Regions from separate parts of the Mus musculus genome. Here region 1 is linked to region 2. A link is a contact called in public HiChIP or PLAC-seq data. All regions are on one chromosome and are shown on one strand. Each heading gives the region's core, a stretch centred on a gene start, on an enhancer-like site or on the middle of the called end of the contact. The rest is flanking DNA. Distances are from core to core; before and after follow the strand shown.

Region 1 (3,851 bases), core at 862-3,361, 35 kb before region 2:
GAATATGGTCAGTTTCTGTTTTCTATGCTGAACATTCTGATTGGAGAAAGGATAATTGCAAGCAATAAGATGACTGTAAATCTGTGAGCAGAAAGCCAGTTTGGAGCCTCTTGAAAGTACAAAGATGCAATTTCATGGAAGAGGAGCAAGCCTTGAAAAGTTGCATGCGAAAGTTTTAGGGACAAACAGCAAATATTTGCAGAAGTAACTTGGAGTGCTTTGCAAGAACAACCCAGGGTAAAGCTTGCCTAAATCGGAGCACAGCTCTCCCTTTGTGGGGTTTGACCATTCCTGGGCTGCACACAGCTGCCTGGGCACTCCTTTGACTCTAGCACTGCCATGAAGAGGTAAATACAAACTCAGGCAGGCATTGAGCTCAGAAATGTCTTTACTTGGGGAGTTTGTGCACAAGGAATTGTTGGCTTTTGCAATGGCCGCCATACTGAAACATAAATCACAAGGAATTTGTTTGAAATCTCGTCTTTAGGAGGTTGTGTGTTTTGACAAACCTTGCAGCAAATTTGGCCCAGCTTTTAGATTTGTAATGAAACCTGAAACCCAGCATGCTGGCCTGCCTTAGGGTCCCCAGACACATGTTCTCAGCAGCCTAGAAGTAATAGCTCCTCTAATCCCATCCTGGCAAGTGACATGACTGTGTTAGGCTGCACCGCTGGAAGTTTGGGGTGGATGTTTCTTGCAGGTGGGAGACAAGAGTGATCAAGACAGCAATTTGGGGACAATTTTACTCCTGAATGTAAACCACAGATCTAACAGCACCTATTATTCCTCTGTTGGCTAGTGACTCTAAAATACCCCAAGCCATGACTGGGGCAGAAAGTTAATTAATCTGCTTATTAAAAAGAAGAAATGTCTCATTTGCATGCATTTGCATCCAGGTCTTACATTCCATCTTGTTTTTCTGTGGTCCCTTCCCCCTTCCCCCTTAAAGCCGCTGACTTAGCTAGGTGTGAACTCCTGCACTGAATTTTCTGGGGCTTGGCTTTGTTTAAGTGTCCTGTATATGAGTAAGTGTGGGGCCAATTGGATCTTTCCTAGATTCCCTAATTCTTTGTGGCAACTCTGCCCCCCTCCCCAGGGCTATTTGGGGTTTCTTCTAGTTGTCATGCACCACAATTAAGATTTATAGACTTGGCCACTCTGGGAAGGAAGCAAAGACCTTGTCCCCATCAGAGTTGGGCTTGTTACTTGGGGGGGCAATAAATTCAATTATCTGCAATTTCTTACTCAACTGAATTTTCCATGGACATTTCTATGGGATGCTTTTTCCTTTGCGTTTCATATCTTCCTGAGCAGTCTGCTTTTTGGATCCTTTTCTTGTCTTAGAAATACCTCTTAGAAATAAAAGCCCATTGCCTCTTGGATGGATTTTTAGATGGTTCCACATTCAGGTCTGGGTGATACTGTTTTTACCTGAGACTGTACAGGTAATCTAAATGTAGGCCCCCTAAAACCATCGTCAAAAGCAGGACAACCCCCTTTTGGGAGGTTAGGAAGGGGGCTGGGAATAGGAGTAGTTTGGAAGTCAGGGGGGAGGGGAATGCTAAGATACAGCTCAGCTTCCTATCCGAAGTACAGCAGGTACAGCCAAAACTCTGTTGGGAGATGAGAGCCCGGAGGAATCTTCCAGAGGGAGTGAATCACCAACCCCAAATCAGAGGGACCAGAGTGCCAGTGTTGTTGTGTTTGGGAGTCATCCCATTTCTGATACATTACAACAGTGTGGCTGTCAGGGGCGAGAGGCTTAGGCAGTGGGTGAACCCACCTCTCTGCTAACAAGCTTAGCAATGGGGGGGGGGGGGGGACTAAAACTCAGCCTTAGACTTCTTGTCAGACTAGGAGGAGAATTATATTTTTGAACTAGTCTACAGTGTGGACAGGAAATGACCCCTTCACCAACTGCTTCTTTAAAAACAAGCAGTTGGAGCCTCTAGCTATCCAGCTCTCTCTCTCTCTCTCTCTCTCTCTCTCTCTCTCTCTCTCTCTCTCTCTCTCTCTCTCTCAACTCACTCTCCCCCTTCTCCCTCCCTCCTTCTTCCCTCCCTTCCTCCCTCCCAACCTCCAACCTCCGCTCTCTCCCTCTCAGAGCTCCAGTGCTCCCTCCCCTCCCGCGCTCCCTCCCTCCCTCTCCCTCCTCGTTCCCTCTCCTCTCTCGCTATAGAGGGCTCCCACAGCACTTCCCAGCCAGTGTGCTCAGCCTGCCTGCCTGCCTGCCTCTGTGTGTGTCTGTGTGTGTGTGAGCGTGTGTGCGTGCGTCTACTTTGTACTGTGAAGAACACAGCCCATGTGCTCTGCATGGACGTTCCTGATACTCTATTAAGCTTGATTTTCGACAAGCAGGCAAGATGTCCAGCACACCACATGACCCCTTCTATTCTTCTCCTTTCGGCCCATTTTATAGGAGACATACACCATACATGGTACAGCCAGAGTACCGAATCTATGAGATGAACAAGAGACTGCAGTCTCGTACAGAGGTAAGTTCTTCAACCTTGGCGTGTGTTTGTGGATTTTTTAAAAAAAAACTGTGCATGGGCTTTTCCTGGGGTTCTTAGCTGAATTCTGTGGGAAGTGTCCCACCAGCTACTATCACGTAGGTGGATATAAGCACAGCTGGGTGAACCCTCGAGTTTGAATGCTGGGTTTCCAGCGACAGTAACTCTTGGAGCTGGGGACAGTTTCTGCCGGAATCTTAGTATCTGGAAAGAGACAAGCCACTTGGTTCACATGCCGAGTCTCTAGAAATTCAGGTTTCCCAGAACTCTGATGTTTACAGGCTTAGAGATGGTCGTGTTTGTTGAGATATAGACTGCAAGAGATTTTGTGGATGTTTGCGTCTGTGTTGTGTGTGTAATATCATGTATACATATATTCATATATTTACAAGTTCCAGAGGAAGTCTGGTTTGACCTGAACTTACTTTTTCAAAGTGACTAAAATTGAGGTAAAAGGGACAAGAGAGCAGCCTTGTGTACTTTTCAGAACTCCCTGGAGGTGGGCTCAGGGAAGACACACACGTTTGCCTGTGTTAAATTCAGAGACAGGTTGACTGAGGAAGTGGGGTCCTCTTGTCTCTCTGGTGGTTGTGCCTCCCAAGGCTCTACCTTGGGACAGGAGTTAGCTCCCCATTCAAGCCAGAAGCAGTTGAGTGCATTTGGGATCTCCAGAGAGAGGGAGGCTGAGCCTCTCAGGCAGTGAGCCAGTCCAGGGACTTCTTCAGAACTTTCTAAATGCAAAACTCCAGACTCCTCTTTCACAATTTAAATATTTAATTTTTCTCTGGGCTGCCCGAGTGGCAAAGCACTCTGCTGCCGGGTGCTCATCTGCCTGTAAGGTGGGACTTGGTGTTGAAGTGTTTATTGTAGGTGTGTCTAAGTCTCTTGAAGAAATAGAAGTCTCTGGGAATTGAGTTTTCGCTGCATAGTACAAATGCTCATAGGAGTCATGCCACAGGGGTGTTGGGGGAATAGCGTTGGTAGGTAGTTAGATTGAAGATTGGCTTTTAACTCTGAGAAAGGATTTGATTAAGTTTGCATGATAAAATAAAACACACTTGCTTTGAATTGTCTGCTGAGCCATAGAGAATTCCTGATGTTTAATGTATTGAATAGGGCTAACAAGATGATGTGACCTGTTTTCTGATTGGCTAACTGCTGGACAAGATCTTGTGGGGTTTTGTTTTTGTTTTTGTGTGTTAGTGTGTGTGTTTTAAAGCCTGGCTCTCTTTATCACTGCTATTTTCTTTATATGTTAATGCACCATGGATGTTAAATATAATTGCTGGCACGTCGCCTCTTTCTAGAAGCCAGAAGCTCCTGTAGAGTGTAAACTCT
Region 2 (3,538 bases), core at 668-3,167:
AAGTCTGCCCTGGAGTATGTACTCATTGAATGAAATAGTCACAGAACACTGTGGAGAAGTCACAGAGTCTGTGACTGTGGTAAATCGCTGTTTTTGTTCAGCTTTGCTCTGCTTTTATAGAAGAACCAACTAACAATGGAGACGTTGAGTTGCCCATGACACACAGCTGATGGGGTGGCAGCCTTAGGCCTTGTTTATGAGTGTGGACATTTCAGAACAGACTACTCCATCATGCGGGGGATCAGCATTCAGAGATGACAGACTGCTATTTCCCTCCGTTTGGCCAGATGGATCAGTTAGAGAAGGACTTCTGAATATAACACAGATAACCAGAGATCCAATGAGCTCAGCTGTGGGAGCCATTTAATGTTCTTTGTGACAGCGTTGCTACTATTCCCTAGAAGACCAGGGCTCTGACTTGGGCTGAATGTGTTTTTTTGTGCTACCGCTCTTAGAGAGCTTCGTAGAATTACATGCTCTGAAGTACAGAAGTGTAGCAGGAAATGTCCTCACAGACGATGGGAGAGTTCTTTACTAGGACACCAAAATCTGCCCATCTTTCTGTGTTTGCCTCAGCAATCCATGGATATGAAGGTAATGTCTTCAGACAACTACATTCGGCTCATTCTAACGTTGGAAGTTAAGGAGCCATTCTTGGAATGGGCAGGCCTTTTGTGTCCTCCCTTCATCAAACTCTGAGAAGAATTCTCTGTCTAATGAGATAAGTTCTTGTCAGGAAGTTGTAGACAAAGAGAAATATTTTTAAAATGCTGCATTTAAGATTTTACGTAGCACCTAACCAAATTCGAAGAGCTCCCATAACGTCAGTTATTCTCCTGCCTTATTACCAACATCTCTGGTATTCCATGAAATTACCTTTTCATGAAATATGGTAAGGTTCTCAACAAATATTGCTTCACTTAGACTTTGAGTAATTTGTGTGCCTCCAGCTGACTGTGTAGCTCAGGGAGAGACTTCTTCCTCTGTGGTTCTCACGTGTTCAGTAAAATGTAGATAACCCTTCCGCTGTATTCAGGTTCTCAGTGGCAAGCCTCTGAGTGTGTGGCTCTTGACAAGTCACAGTTACTGTCTCCAAAATGAGAGTACAAGGAAAAGCCCCAGCAACTGGTGAGCATCAAAAGAAAAAGAGTGTAGTTCACATCTCACTCTCACTCTCACATAGATACTGAGGAGGGGAGAGTAGAAACAAGCTGGTATAGAGTGTGCTGGTATTGTCAGCGGTGTTCATAAAGAATCAAGGGCCTCTGTGGAGCTCGTGCTCTGTATACCCATCACTCAAAGAATTCTGCTGGGACACAAGTTCAAGTGGTAAAATGTCCCAAAACGGGCCCTTTGCATTTTCTGTAGTATAATCAGGAGTGGGACCTCTAAGCAACAGAGTGAACATCCAACACTCATCATTCATCTAGAGTATGCTAAGCTCAGTTTCCTTGTCTGTAAAATGGGAATGAAACCATGGTAGTGCTTCAGTGAACCATAGCAGAATTCTGTGCTTAATAATATCCTAAGAGATAGCTTTCTTTAAAAGTATGGTAATTCAGCAAGGTTCCATTTGATTTCATGAAGCAATTACCAAAATATTGTTTTAATAAGTAATCATTTATTATACAGATAAAACAGAGATTAGTCGTTATATTTGCCCCAGAAAGTTTTACAATTAGCAAAAGTTTTCAATGGATTCAGTAGAAACATATTGTTAAGAATATGCAGTAATATGCAACAATGCAGAAAGAATTGCACATTGACGCAGTTTGTGTAGTTCAATAAATACTGTATTGGTTTCAGGATGGAAAGAGGATGTTGCCGAAATAATTGTGATGTGATAGCTTAAAAAAAATAACAGCAACAATAGGCCAGTGTGCAGGCCAGCAGGAAGCTACAACAATACCCCCACCTTTTTCCTGTACCTTGCCTGAGTTCCTTCAGGCGACACAGATAACCGATGGGCGATAACGTCCAGGACTGGCTTTGGTGCCCATGGAAAATAGAAGAATTAGTGTCAAACTGTTATCTGATCAGAAAGTGGACACAGCAAACGCCCTTTCCATGCTGTGTTTAAGGAAAGTCCCTTGTGGGCACAAAGTCCTCTTTCCTCCTGAACTGTTCCTCCAACTGCTCAGAGACTTATTCTTTGGGGCATTCAGTGTGAGGTCAGTTCTTGCCTGGTGTGCGGTGCATTATGGGAGCAGTCAGTGCACACAATGTGTTACTATCTGCAAAGAGCAATTTGAGAGCCACCAAAGAACTTTGCACTTTCATTATATATGCTCATGTATAATCCTGCAAAGCTCAAAAGTGGCTGAGTTCTGCAACCTCCCATAGAGCCTCAGTTTCCTCAGTTGTGCATGGACCATATTGATGTTATGCATATCTGATTGGCTATTATGGGGCTTGTATGAGAATATGCTGCTCAAATGTTTAGCCAGTCACATATTGGGTACTGTTTGCTGTGTGTCAGTACTCAATAGCCACTTTTAATAGTAGCAGGCCTGACAGTGGTAAATGAAGGCTGCATCAATCATCAATATATTTACTGAATAGTCAACATTCTGAACATCATGTTAGGCTGGGCAGAATGGAGAGAGATGGTACTCAAGCAACATGCTCAAGGAGTATGAGAAGTAACAGAAAGAGGCACATATCAGTATAGACTGAGATGTGTGTATGTTTGTGTGTGTGTGTAAGTGCATGTGTGTATATATATGTGTGTGTTTGTATATGTGTGTGTATATGTGTGTGTACATGTATGTGTATGTGTATATGTATGTGTGTGTGCATGTGTGTGTGTCTGTGTGTGTGCCTCTGTGTGTGTGTGTGTGTATGTGTGTGTGTGTGTGTGTGTTTTACTTGTTTAGATAGTGAAGTCAGAAAACGCCTTGCCTGTGAGGGGACATTAGACCATAGACATCACAAAAGGAGTGTGGCCAACATTTTTATGTCCTGTCAGAGGGAAGAGCCATGTCAAAGTTTTACAGGCAGTGGAAATGTCTTTGTTTGTCATGGTGAACTGCAAGAACCTCTGTGTCCCTGGGACAGGGGGAACTATGTCACCTTGCTCTAGATACCTTTGGGAAGACATATTGTAGGCTGGCAAAAGTAGATTCAAAAATATCAGTCTGGAGACAGGATGGGAACAGTAATGATGGATCTGGCCGAGTTCACTGAGTAAAAGTGTAAAAAGACCCATTGCTGAGCAATCCCTAAGTACCTTCTGATCTACAGGGATAGAGGACAAAACAAGGAAGCACTTATGACTTCCAACATCCCAGGTTCTATACCATATGTTCCCTTGGTACATGTCTGTAAGCCGTGCCAATTACAATGTTAGTGTTCTATGAGGTAAAAAAGAAAAGGTACCATGACAGGCTGACACAGTAAACAAAAGTTTGAGAGATAGAAAGAGAGATACAGAGAAACAGAGACAGAGAGACTTTCTTTTTAAAATGTCTGAAAATTTTGAATATGCAAAGATAAAATCAGCGGTTCATTTTGAGGCATCTTTATAAGGACATCAACC

What was found. HiChIP or PLAC-seq counts read pairs in DNA pulled down with a chosen protein or histone mark.
Region 1: an H3K27ac HiChIP or PLAC-seq map of heart atrium shows a contact between it and region 2, with 11 read pairs. The contact joins the promoter of Ldb2 here to the enhancer-like site in region 2. A contact is called at or near these places in 1 of 39 promoter capture datasets (macrophages), 3 of 115 datasets of contacts at active chromatin or transcription factors (embryonic stem cells, epiblast stem cells and heart atrium) and 3 of 9 other capture datasets (adipose tissue, liver and pancreatic islet).

What each region holds. Positions count from the first base shown.
Region 1 is chr5:44,798,006-44,801,856 of GRCm38.p6, reverse strand. Ldb2 (LIM domain binding 2) reads left to right here and starts at 2,111. Exons shown (of 8, transcript NM_010698.4): 1 at 2,111-2,495. The coding sequence starts at 2,364.
Region 2 is chr5:44,763,595-44,767,132 of GRCm38.p6, reverse strand. The region is part of intron 1 of Ldb2 (LIM domain binding 2); the gene reads left to right. Among named protein-coding and RNA genes, the nearest start is that of Ldb2, 34 kb to the left of the region's middle. Within about 2 kb of position 1,917, at least 8 of the 459 cell types and tissues checked have an H3K27ac peak or open chromatin away from gene starts, as enhancers often do. A contact at or near this core is called in heart atrium, where this site is marked.